2 separate regions of the Mus musculus genome follow, and region 1 is linked to region 2. A link is a contact called in public HiChIP or PLAC-seq data. All regions are on one chromosome and are shown on one strand. Each heading gives the region's core, a stretch centred on a gene start, on an enhancer-like site or on the middle of the called end of the contact. The rest is flanking DNA. Distances are from core to core; before and after follow the strand shown.

The links. HiChIP or PLAC-seq counts read pairs in DNA pulled down with a chosen protein or histone mark.
Region 1: an H3K27ac HiChIP or PLAC-seq map of extraembryonic endoderm stem cells shows a contact between it and region 2, with 3 times the contacts expected there. The contact joins the promoter of Anapc16 here to the promoter of Oit3 in region 2.

The regions. Positions count from the first base shown.
Region 1 is chr10:59,998,664-60,004,832 of GRCm38.p6, reverse strand. Anapc16 (anaphase promoting complex subunit 16) reads left to right here and starts at 1,698. Exons shown (of 4, transcript NM_025514.3): 1 at 1,698-1,877. Ascc1 (activating signal cointegrator 1 complex subunit 1) reads right to left here and starts at 2,028. Exons shown (of 11, transcript NM_026937.3): 1 at 1,926-2,028; 2 at 1-38. The coding sequence starts at 14.
Region 2 is chr10:59,438,790-59,444,778 of GRCm38.p6, reverse strand. Oit3 (oncoprotein induced transcript 3) reads left to right here and starts at 3,000. Exons shown (of 9, transcript NM_010959.2): 1 at 3,000-3,156; 2 at 5,864-5,989. The coding sequence starts at 3,096. It overlaps Gm36318 (a long non-coding RNA gene), which reads right to left and starts at 3,026. Exons shown (of 3, transcript XR_380461.2): 1 at 2,939-3,026; 2 at 2,599-2,679; 3 at 894-1,524.

The DNA.
Region 1 (6,169 bases), core at 449-2,948, 560 kb before region 2:
CGTAGAACATCCATGACAAATGACGTTCCAGGAAAGTCCTGAAAAAGAAAGTGCCCTTTTGTTTAATTTTTTTTTTTTTAATTAAACAATGAATACTTAGGTCACTAAGATGGCTCAACAGGTAAAGGCACTTGCTCCCAAGGCCGATGACCCACACGGCAGAAGGAAAAAGTTGACTCCTGCAGGTTGTCCTCTGGACTACACATGCAGCCAGGTAGCAAACGCACAGACAAAATATGGAAATAAACAAACAAATGTAATAAAAAATTAAGTTAAAAGAAACTCCATTATGTAGGCAAGTAGCATAGACTAAATAAATAAATGTAATAAAATTTTAAATTTAAAAAATTCTGCTAGCCGGGCGTGGTGGCGCACGCCTTTAATCCCAGCACTCTGGAGGCAGAGGCAGGTGGATTTCTGAGTTCGAGGCCAGCCTGGTCTGCAGAGTGAGTTCCAGGACAACCAGGGCTATACAGAGAAACCCTGTCTCAAAAAAACCAAAAAACAACAAAAACAAAAAACAAACAAAAAACAAAAAAACAAAAAAAAATTCTGCTGTGTAGGCAGGTAACATATGCACAGACTACATTCGTAAATAAATAAATGTAATAAGAAATTTAAATTAAAAACTCCATTATGTAGGCCTCAACTGGGCAGTTCACAGCACATCCTAAGCAAAAATAGTGTCGCTTTCCATGAGCTCACCAGTGTAAGTTCTTGTATAGGTGTCTGATTAACCTATAGGGGGTGAGGTCTTGCTAGCCACCTAAGTATGAGCAGAGTGCTTCATTCACCCTATCCAGTATGATATTTTATCGTATCCAGTTTGATAACGCATTGAGGAACCATCGGTACAATACCCGCGGAAGAGAGGTAAGCCGTTTTAAAGATGCTAGAAATAAATACCTTCCAATCAGATTTATTTCCCTATCACAGTACAATTAAAATATGACTTACTAACACAGTTCTCGGACCAACACAGTACTGAGAAGGAACAGTTTCCCGAGGCCACTGCCTCCAGAACACAACAAACGGCTTCACGCTTGAATCAATAATTCGGAATTAAAGGCTCCTGATAAACTACCCCATGTTCCCATCCCAGATGGCTGCGGCTACAAGTTCACGTACTTAACAAGTTCCACCAAAGAAGGCCTAACAATCCCTTCCAAATGAATGCTTGACCCAACCCTCAGTCAAGTCGCTAATCCGCAGCCACCTGCAGGACGCAAGAAGAGGGTTCGTGCTTTGAGAAAACAGAAAATCAACGTTGGCAGGGGGATGCAATTATTAACAGTCTTGTGCCGCGCCACCCTGGTGTGCTACTCCTTTAGCATCCCTTCCCACTTCAAAAACCACGTTCTGTCGAAAAGGAGCCTTTACAAAGTGTGAGCACTGAGCACGAAGCCACAGTGGTACCTTTCCTGAGCAGCTCCAGGCAGAGACTGCGCAGAAGGAGGAGAGCGGACTAGCCCTGGGTCATGGGTGTTTGAAGAGGGAAAAGTGGATATGCTTTCGTGCAATTCTCACATAAAAAGCAAACGCTGAACATCCTACGCTAGAGAGGCGGAGCAGACAGCACCAACGCAAGAAAACCAAAACTGCGGGGGACTGGGGCGGGGAAGGGGGCGGGGCAGCCACAGCGACCCGGAAGTGTTCTCGGAAAGCTCGGTCTGGCCCAGCCGGGCTCCGCCCCCTCCACGCATGCGCGCTAGCACCGCCCTCTAGCCCTCACCGCCGCAGGGACAGGCGCAGCACCGCCATCAAACTCCCACAGCTCAGGCGGGCGCGCGCACGCCGCCGTCTACGTCGTGGCGAGCGAGGCCGCACGGCTTCGTCCAAGGGGCGGGGCTGTCAGTCAAAGTGCACAAGCTGCTGAGGTAAGTGGCCGAGAACCTTCCAGACCTGATTCCCCCCTACGCTCCTACCTGCCAGGACTAACTGGGAGCGTAGGAAGAGACCCTGGAGGCTCGCCCGCGCCGGCCGTATGCAAAGGCAGCGTCATCCGACTGAGCATGCGTGGGGCGGGTTGGCGCCTGCGCCGTGGGCCGGCCGCAAGCCTTCCCTTCCTCCCCGAGTTGTTGGGTAGGAAGCGTACCTGGGTGGAGTTGGAGTAGCCAGGATTAGGGTGCTGGCTCCTCCCCTCTCCCGCGAGCTTCTTCATCCCACCTAGAAAGAGCTACCGCAGCTAGGTGCTGCGGGTGGTGATCCGTCTGTCTAGGTGGGACACCTAGTGATTTTTGTTAGTAGAACCCAACGGGTGTCATAATTAGCCACCTCACTTGGATCCCGATCGACATAAGCATCTGGTTTGTTCTGGGCTTTATTTTAAAGGAGGATCTCTTTTTTTGTTTTGTTTTGTTTTAAGACTATAAGCGGAAAGTTTATGAGTGCGAGGTCGTCCCTGTCGTACACAAAGTAAGTATTTAACCACGCCAGCCATATTGTGCCCCACAAACTATCATTCCGCTTCTTAGGAGCGTTTCCTCTGCTTGGCAGCAGCCACAGCTTCCCTGATAGGGCCAAGTTCCAGATAATCATCATTCAACAAAAGTTCACTGAGTGCCTCGTTATGAGGATGGTAGTCTCCTGAGCGACAGGGTTGAATACTCCATGCAGAAAGAGTCATGACTGGAACTGTCTCGGTCCCCTGCAGCCTCTACTGAGCTGATTGCTTTTGTCCTCGGTTTGTTTGTTTGTTTGTTTTGGTTGGTTGGTTGGTTTTGTGGGGTTTTTTTTTTTTTTTTTTTTTTTGGTTTTTTTGGTTTGGTTTGGTTTTTTTTGGTTTTTCGAGACAGGGTTTCTCTGTACAGCCCTGGCTGTACTGGAACTCACGCTGTAGACCAGGCTGGCCTCGAACTCAGAAATCTGCCTGTCTCTGCCTCCCAAGTGCTGGGATTAAAGGCGTGGGCCACCTCCGCCCGGCTGACCTCGTATTTATAAATCATTCATCCAGGAGCCACTGTGACAAGGGTTTTTATAAGATGCCTCCAGGGTACAAAGGTAGTTTGTTTTCTCCTTCCAACGACATGGGATCCTTTTCAGTGCCTCACACTTGGGTAAGCAAACACTCTAGCCACCTCACAATACATCCCCAGGCCCAGGCTTGAAGCTGGTGTCTGCTGTCTTCCTCCTTAGCCTTTCATAGCTTCCCTGAACCCAGAACATTCCCATTCCCCATAACCTAGCTAACAACATTGCTATGGGGAATCGCTTATCTTCTGCCTCCCAAGGGCTGGGTTTACAGGCAGCTACCACACCTGTGAGGCTTGTAAGTGACTTGAAGGGCTCCCCAACCCCTCCAGTGAAAACACTTACTCCATGTAGCTCTCCCCAGCCCCACTGCAAGATTCTTTATAAGATCATGAGGTGAATGTGCTGACTGAGAGTGTAGCCCAGCGCTAGGATGTGTGAAGTGCGTAACATCACACTGCCTGCCTCCCGAGCAGACCCTTCCCTCCCGGGAGCTTTACACGTAAGTGAAAAGCTGGATTGTGCATAGGGAAAAGTGTATGTGCCAGTGCACACCTGTAATTCCAACACTCGGTAAGCCAAGCCAGCGGGATCTGGGATTGCGGGCCAGGCCGGGCTGATTTGCTTGTCTCGGCTGTACTTATTTAACCCTCATAACTCTTCCTCGGGGTAGGCTCCACTGTTACTGACTCCAGCTTACAGGTGAGGCATCTAAGGGACAGAAAAGGCAACTGATTTGTCCAGTCTCGCAGCAGGCAGCAAAGCCAGGGTACACACCTAGGCAGGCACTTCTTTACCATCAGTGCTTGTTTGAAGATTTACTTAATGTAGGCGGGCAGTGGTGGTGCACGCCTTTAGCCTTTAATCCCAGCACTTGGGAGGCAGAGGCAGGCGGATTTCTTGAGTCGAGGCCAGCTTGGTCTACAGAGTGAGTTCCAGGACAGCCAGGGATATACAGAGAAACCCTGTCTCGAAAACAAACAAAAAAAGATTTACTTATTTTTACGTGTGTGTGTTGGGGGGGGGGGGGAGGGGTTGACCAAGGAGGTCAGAAATGGGCAGCATACCCCTCAGAGCTAGAGTTGTAGGTGGATGTGAGCCACCAAACACTGAGTGCTGGGACCCTACCTCCAGTCTTCTTCAAGAGCCACAAGCACCCTTCACCTCTGAGCCAGCTCGTCAGCCCCCCACAGTCAGTCCCTAACCACTGGGCTACCTTGCCCTCAGGCACAGCAGCACCTCAACAAGCCATTGCTTCAAAACTTAGGTGACCTTTAGGAAGTCAGGGGTTCCCATGGACTGTGTAAGCATTCTATGAACATACCTAAGTGAGAGGCTACTTAGAGTTACAGGGATCAGTCAGTCCCCAAGCTCAGCAGCTACAGGCTAGGGTTTGTTGTTCTCTTTACCCTTTAATGGTGGCATCCAAAACTAGAAACTGAGGTGTAGCTCAGAGTGGAACATGCTCTTAACAGGGCCCTGGCTTTCATCTCCAGCACCTGAAAGAAAAGAAACCCAAATAAACCTTAAGCAAAGCATTAGAGCCAGACATCCTACAGGTGTCTCTCCATCTCAGCAGAAAACGGCTTATTGAAAGTTAACCTTGCGCTGATTCTGATTCGGCACTGTTTTTCCACTCCAACTGTTTCCTGCATGGAGCTATAGTTCTGAGAATTGGGAAGAAAGTAAGATGAAAGGGAAGTCCTTTGATGAGTTTCAGCTTAGAATAGTCACTGTGGCTAGCCTTTGAAGCTGACTGGCAGTCGCTTGGGTGCTCTGTGGAGCAGCTGATCTCAAAATACAAAACACAAAGCAGAAGCAACTAAATAGAACATCATCAAGGTGGAAGCTGAAAAGATCAGAGTTTAAAATCTTAGTTGAGAAAAATAGTTCTCAGTGGGTCCTGCCCTGAACTGGGAGGAGGTAAGACCAGAGCTGCTCTCCAGGGAGCAGCCAAGTGAGTGCGCTGTCTGCTTCCCTGGAATCCCAACCAGGGACCCCGCCATCAGTACTCAAGTCTCTTTTAAGGAACAATTAAAAGTTTACCAGGCTATAGTTTGAGCCGCTGTGCCACAAAGGAGCAGTTATAAGTTGCACATGAAGAGTTGCTTTCCCTGATGGATATACATAAAATTCTGAAAGTAACCTAAGGACAAATTGAGAGTGTTATTAATGAGCTGGGCATGCTGACCGTGCCTTGTATACCATCACTGAGAGGCCCATGGGTCTCTGAGTTTTACACCAGCCCAAACTACATAGCAAGTTCTGGGACAGCCAGAGCTACACAGTGAGACCCTGTTTCAAAAACAACAACAACAGAAAGTTAAAAGGAAAAAGCTGGGGCTGGTGAGATGGCTCAGTGGGTAAGAGCACCCGACTGCTCTTCCGAAGGTCCGGAGTTCAAATCCCAGCAACCACATGGTGGCTCACAACCATCTGTAACAAGATCTGACCCCCTCTTCTGGAGTGTCTGAAGACAGCTACAGTGTACTTACATATAATAAATAAATAAATCTTTAAAAAAAAAAGCTTTGAAATATAAACCTTTAAAAAAAAAGGAAAAAGCTGGTTAGTGAGATAGCATTTATCTATAACAGACTGCTAGTCTAACAGCAATAGCTTTTCTGTTAACCCATGTCAGTGTTCATTAGTGCAACCTGTGACTGACCATGTCATGGAAGTAGAGACCAGGCTCTGCTTCTCGGACAACCACATGTCACCGACACGGAGTTAGGAACCAGCAGCCACCCTCTCAGACTACATAAACCATTTTCCTTAGAGGGAAACTAGATGGTCTGGACATAAAGGATGTACAGGAACATAGCATTCTCCAGTATTTTTCTGTTTAAAAAAAAAGTGCTTCAACTTTCTCAGCATTGGGAATTGAAACTAAATCGTAAAATGCCTGAAGCTTCTGCTCCACCGCTGAGCCGTACCCCAGCCTTCAACTTTTTCTAGCAAGTATTCAGAACCAAGCTGGGGAGATGGGAAAACTTCAGTAAAGTTCTCCTTGGCCAGAACGGAGGGGAGATGTGGTTTTATTGTTTTTGTTTTTTGTTTTTGTTTTTTCTGTTTTCTGTTTTGTTTTGTTGAGGGCTCTTATCTATCCCAGACTGGCCTTGAACTTGCTCTAACCAAAGGTGACCTGGAGCTTCTGACTGTGCCCCCCCCCCCCCCCCCCGCCCCCTGACTTCTGGTC
Region 2 (5,989 bases), core at 1,751-4,250:
ACAGATTGTTGACAGGGCCAGCCTTGTGCAGGTCAGTGACGGTAACCATGGTTGTTAAGTTCACGATTGGAATTGTTTCAAGTCTAAATGGCATTTTGAAGCCTGTCACCCTGTCTTCTGGCTCTCACACACTTCTTGCCCCCTCTTCCTTACAGGAAAGTGACATAAATGTCACTGATTTTTTTTCCCAACACCAACCATCTTTCCTTTTCTTTCCCCTAATAAGTCACATACCATGTATGCCTTCCATAAAGCACCTTTGGAGTCAATTCCTTGGGATCATACTGAATGTTAAGTTACCTGCTTTATATGTTCGCATTTGCATGTCATTTGCATATGCTTTATAAGCGTGGCCCATGCTAAACACGGCCCTCTCCTTCAAACATCTCTGCTCCTGTGTCTTGGACTTCCCTCTTCAAGGCCACAGTTTCCTAGTCTTCTTTGCAGTCTCCTGCCAGTGACCACATATTAAGTGTTAACTTCCCACCATGCTCTATCTAACCTGGGGCACACTTCCCTTGGACAATCTTGCCCACTCCCCCAAATCAGGTACCATTTATATGTTGAAGGCTGTCCCAGTATGGTTCTGAGGTCTCTCTAGAGCAGCAAGCTGGTTTCCTTTCCTCCCTGACTGTATTGCCCTATGTATGGTAAGTTTCTTCCCTGTCACCAGGGTATTTGGGGGCTTAAATCCTAAGGACACATACTTTAGGAGACTTGAAAATACAAACAAGTGCTAACACTAACAATGGGGGAGAGGGCACTAAATGATACAATAAAGAAGCAATTAACCAAATCTGAAACACAGAACACTCTATAAGTGGCTGATTAGATGACTGGCCAATAGTATAAAAGAGGCAGGATGATGTAGACGTTTAAGTGACACCTCAAAATGCAGTCTACAGTAAAAGTCTTGCTCAATCCTGATTCAAACTAGCAATACAAATGAACGTTTGAAACTATTGGAAAAGCTAAACACAGATAGGACATCAAATGCCGAAGAATTATTCCTGCTTTCCATAACTGTAATAACAGCCTCGTGGTGACATAAATAAGAGAGACCACCTCTTAGGGATGTACCGTGGAATGTGAACAAAATAAAATAAAAAAATCAAGAAGATGTCAGTGGGCTTCGCAGCTGGGTGTTCACCCTCCTTCTTCTGTCCTGTATATTTTTAAAGGCAGGTCAACTAAAAGGGAAAAAACCCGACAAGAGTGGGGGAGGGGTATCCTGGCATCCCCGGGATTCTTGTTTATAGAACCAAAGGGCTATCTGGTGCAAGTCCTTGACTCCAGCAATCAATCTTGGCCACAAGCCTGGGTTTATCTCAGGCACACGTCCTTTGTTTTTTCAAACACATATAAAGCACTGGAATGTCTTCTCAGGGACAGGAAACAGTGAGGCTTGTTTTTTTTTGTTGTTGTTAAAAGCAACAGCAGCATTGCCCAGCTATGGAGTCCCACGTCATCCATCACTGCTGTCAAACTACAACTTAAGACCCTAGTGGTCAAGCTGCCTGGGTCCTAACGGGGAGAAAGAAACAAAGTTAGATCCGTGCGACTCCTTGTTCACCTGTAGCTCCTGCAGATCCCACTTCTGTTTACCGTCACAATCTAGAAATTAACAATCTAGTAATAAGGACTAATAGTTTCTGGAAATGGAGCCCTTAGAAGAAAGAAGCCACAATCATTTGGGAAAAGTGCTTAAGACCTTTTTTTTTTTTTAATGTAAGGGCTGCCTTCCCCAAACATGCTTCTTGTCCCAGTTGCTAGAGATGTGGTTACTCAGAGAACAAACTCAGGTATGGAAGGGACAGAAGGGACGTGGGGATAAGCTCTGATTTGAGGCTCTAAAAGTTGGATTGGGTGAGAGAATGTATTTCCCTCAGACCTATTTAAAATAGATCTTGACATATGTTTAGCCCACCCTGCTGATTGACCCCATTCCATTGCCTTTTTACCATAATTTCTGGTTCTGGGTGCCCACAGCCAGAGACCTTTGACCCCCATGTCTGAAGTTACTACACCCAGGCCTGGTGACGTCTAGTGAGCTGGTCCCCATGGTCCTCCTCTTTGGTCTGGGATTTTGTTAATTAATGGGTAGTTCCAAATTTTGGGAAGTTCCTGCTATCATTTTAGTGTGAGAACTGGATAAATAAATAACCCCCAATACCCCATGGAAAAGAAACCCAGCACGGAAACACCAGGCATCACTGCTGGGTTGGTAATGCCCGAGTGAAGGTTTGTCCCTTCAGAAACTCTGAGACTGGAGACCAGAATAAGGAAAATCTAGGAACTTCTTCAAGAGAATACCAGCCCCTCCCAGGCCCCTCCCTATCTCCTGTGTGTGTGTGTGTGTGTGTGTGTGTGTGTGTGTGTGTGTGTGTGTGTGTGTGTATGCCTGTGTGCATGTGTGTGTGTCTGGGTATGTGTTTTTCTGCGTGTCTGTGTATGTGTGTCTGTGTCTATGTGTGTCTCTGTGTGTGTGTGTGTGTGTGTGTGTGTGTGTGTGTGTGTATTTCTGTGTGTTTCTCTGTGTGTATGTGTGTGTGTTCTTGTTATCTCCTGGACCATCAGACTGAGACATTTCTCCAGTACCCAGTTCCACGGTGTGGCTTGACTCGCTCTGGCTGAAGGAGGCTGCACAATGCCATGGCTGCCACATCAGGAAGTCAGTTCCTAGAAGTCACAAAACAAGATTTGACGTGAGGGGATGTCCCTAAGTGAGAGTTCCCTTCTGGATAAGATACCGAAGGCTCCGTTACAGGCAGTTCTTGGGGGGTGGAGGGGGGACACACACACAATAGGAGGATGAGGCATGGAGAGGGTTTTTTTGTTTTTTGTTTCCTCTAAAGACCCGTATCAGTAAAATACTGCTGGGGAAGGTGAGGAGCAAGGCCTCTATCTGGAGTCAAGGCCAGAGCGTTATCCCACTCACCGTCTTCCGCTGTCCCACGAGGTCCCAGCCAGCGCGGATACAGATATTCTTCCTAAGAGTCCAGAGGGATATTCTCCCCTAAGTGCTTGAGAGAACAACGGAGAACTGTTGTTACACCGGGAATCTTCTATCCACTCCTGGCAGCTGGATCAGAACGATGCCTCTGTCCCTGCTGCTCACCTGCCTCTCCACCACAGTCACCTTGGTGTCACCTGCGGGTAAGTCCCGTGTCAAGAATTTGGCACAATGTACTTTTGTGTTGCTGTTTGCTTTTGGGTACCAAATGTTAAGAACCAGATGACAGGGCCTTAAATACAGCCCTATGGTTGTGTAAAACAAACAAAAACAAAAACAAAACAAAAACAAAAAAAAGACAAAACAAAAACAGTCATTCAACCTACATGGATATATATACCCACCCAGAGAATTTTTGTTTCGTGTTCCTTTAGCTTCCTGCCTGAGTGGCTAGGACTTCCAAGGACCTTTTTTCTCTACAACCTTCCTATGAGCTAAGGGGTTCTGGGAGTATGTGTGAAAAGAAATTAGATCTCTTTCTAGGGTAAGGACGTTAGAGTTCCAACTTTAAGAATGGAAACGATATTTTCTTTCCTTTAGAAATGAGAGTAGAGCTTTTTCCTTAATGAGTAAAAGGGAGCAAATGTTCTGTCCCCATGAAAGGGGCAGACCTGGATAAAGCAGGTATTAAATTTGACCTTTAAAAATATGAGTGACTTTTTGCACAGACCAAGCAACTTCTCAGGCTTGGCATAAAACTTGCCAACGAGGATCCTTCTGGGTGTTTCTGTGTAGCTCAGTGTATGACTGGCTTAGATTGGTTTCTCTGCAGTAACTTGGGCCACACTGACACCTTTAAATATATATATAATTTACATATGTGTGTATAGACACACACACACAAAGTTTGAATCCAGGCAATAGTGGCACAACCTTTAATCCCAGCACTCAGGAGGCAGAGGCAGGTAGATCTCTGTGAGTTTGAGGCCAGCCTGGTCTACAGAGTGAGTTCTAGGACAGGACAGCCAGGGCTACACAGAGAAACCCTGTCTTGAAAAACAGAAACCAAGCAACAACAACAACAACTGATTGAACCCTGAGGAGATATGCGTATTACAATATCCTGGATGGGATCCTGGGACAGGGGACATTGTAGATAGAAACTAAAACAATGTGAATGACCACAGGCTTGAGGTAATAATAATCAATGGTGCTTCTCAGTGCTTGGAACCCAGGAAAGAAGAGGTGAACAGGGAGAAGCAGGGGACAGGACAGGGAGCTTCTAGACACAGCAAAGGCACAAGGGCTGAAAAAACTGTGACTTGGACAGTGTACAGGGCCTTCGAGGTACACCAGCCTCCAGGATAACAAGATAGGGACACAAATACGTCTGCTCAGGCCCCGTGGTTGGTCTTTGTATAAGATCCAAGCTCCTAAGTGTTCTGCTGAGCCGCTGAGCTTTCTAGCAGGGAGGGGGACTTTGAGAGAAACATACAGGGTTGTTCTCTTTCAAGTCGCTGAGGACTGTCTGAGCTAACTAGGATCAGTTTCTATAATGCCACATTCTTGGCTCCACACTGAGAGCAAAAAGACGATTTGACACCAAATGGGAATTTTAAAAGAGTGTGGAAGAATGTAATGTTAGCAAATATCCAGCAACTGTGTTTGTGTGACATCTCATATAGGGTCAATCTCTTCTTCACGCCACTGTTCCTCTACAACAGGAGGGCAACTGAACTTTCCAACAGTCTAAGAAATGACATTTAACTTTAAGGAAAACTTTAGAAATCATGGAATAGTCATTACGGGAGTTGTTGTCAATGCCATGAAAGGTTGAGAGTCTAACATTTCTTGTAAAATTAGAGACAGGGAGATGAGTGAAATATTTCTATGAAGTTATAATCATCTGTGAAATTGTTCTGGAAGCCCTGCTTGGCTGGAGAGCCATAGCCAGAGGGGTGGAGGAGACTTCCCCCTAGGAGAAGGGAGGGAATTTGAGGACATCTCTTCAGGGAGCACTGAATTGTCAGCTGGCACTCTGCTGGGGCAGCTCGGAGGCATTTTAAAGACTTTGGAAGGAACTCGCAAAACTTGAAGAGAAGGTGGCACAAGCAAGAATTTACAATCCTACAAATGTCATTTCCAGAAAGCACAATGTCCTGAACACTTTTTGCCCCAGACCGTCAAGTTATTTCCTGCCTGCTCTTGCCAAGCTGCAGAGTATTTCAAAGCAACTGGCCGTGTGCCTCGGGCCTTTCCCTTTCTGTGGAATGAGCTTTCCACATTCTTTATTCAGTCAGACTTCATACTGAGGCAAGACCTGACTGCCACTTTTGCAAAGGTAACTCAAGGCCTTCCCCCTTTTTCACACACCACACACACACACACACACACACACACACACACACACACACACACAACTCTCCCCGCCCTCAGGGACCATAGGCTGATATTGATCCGGGAGGGCAAGGGGAACAGAGATGAACACAGCCTTTGAGTACCTACAACGAATGACAATGCCCTGCAGACAGGGGCATGGAGGTATGTGTGAACGTTTTGAATTCCCCAGACAAAATCAGAGAAGGAGGAGCCCTGCTAATGAAGGGAGTCCTCCATTACGTGTCAAGTCTCAGAAGACTTCGATCTTGATTAGCAGAATTTCCACACAACACACACACACACACACACACACACACCACACCACACCACACCACACCACACCACACCACACCACATCACATCACATCACATCACATCACATCACATCACATCACATCACATCACATCACATCACATACACACACTTTTTGTTTGACAAATCAAAATGCAAAAGCGAGGTGGATGTAGCCAGTCATTGGCACTGTGATCTGAAACATCACCGGCTATCTCTGGGTCCTCTTTCACCCCCAGTCCTAGATCCTTGTTCCGCTTACATCAGTCTGAACGAGCCCTGGAGGAACACTGACCACCAGTTCGACGAGTCCCAGAATCAACCTCTTTGCGACAACCATATGAACGGGGAGTGGTATCGCTTCA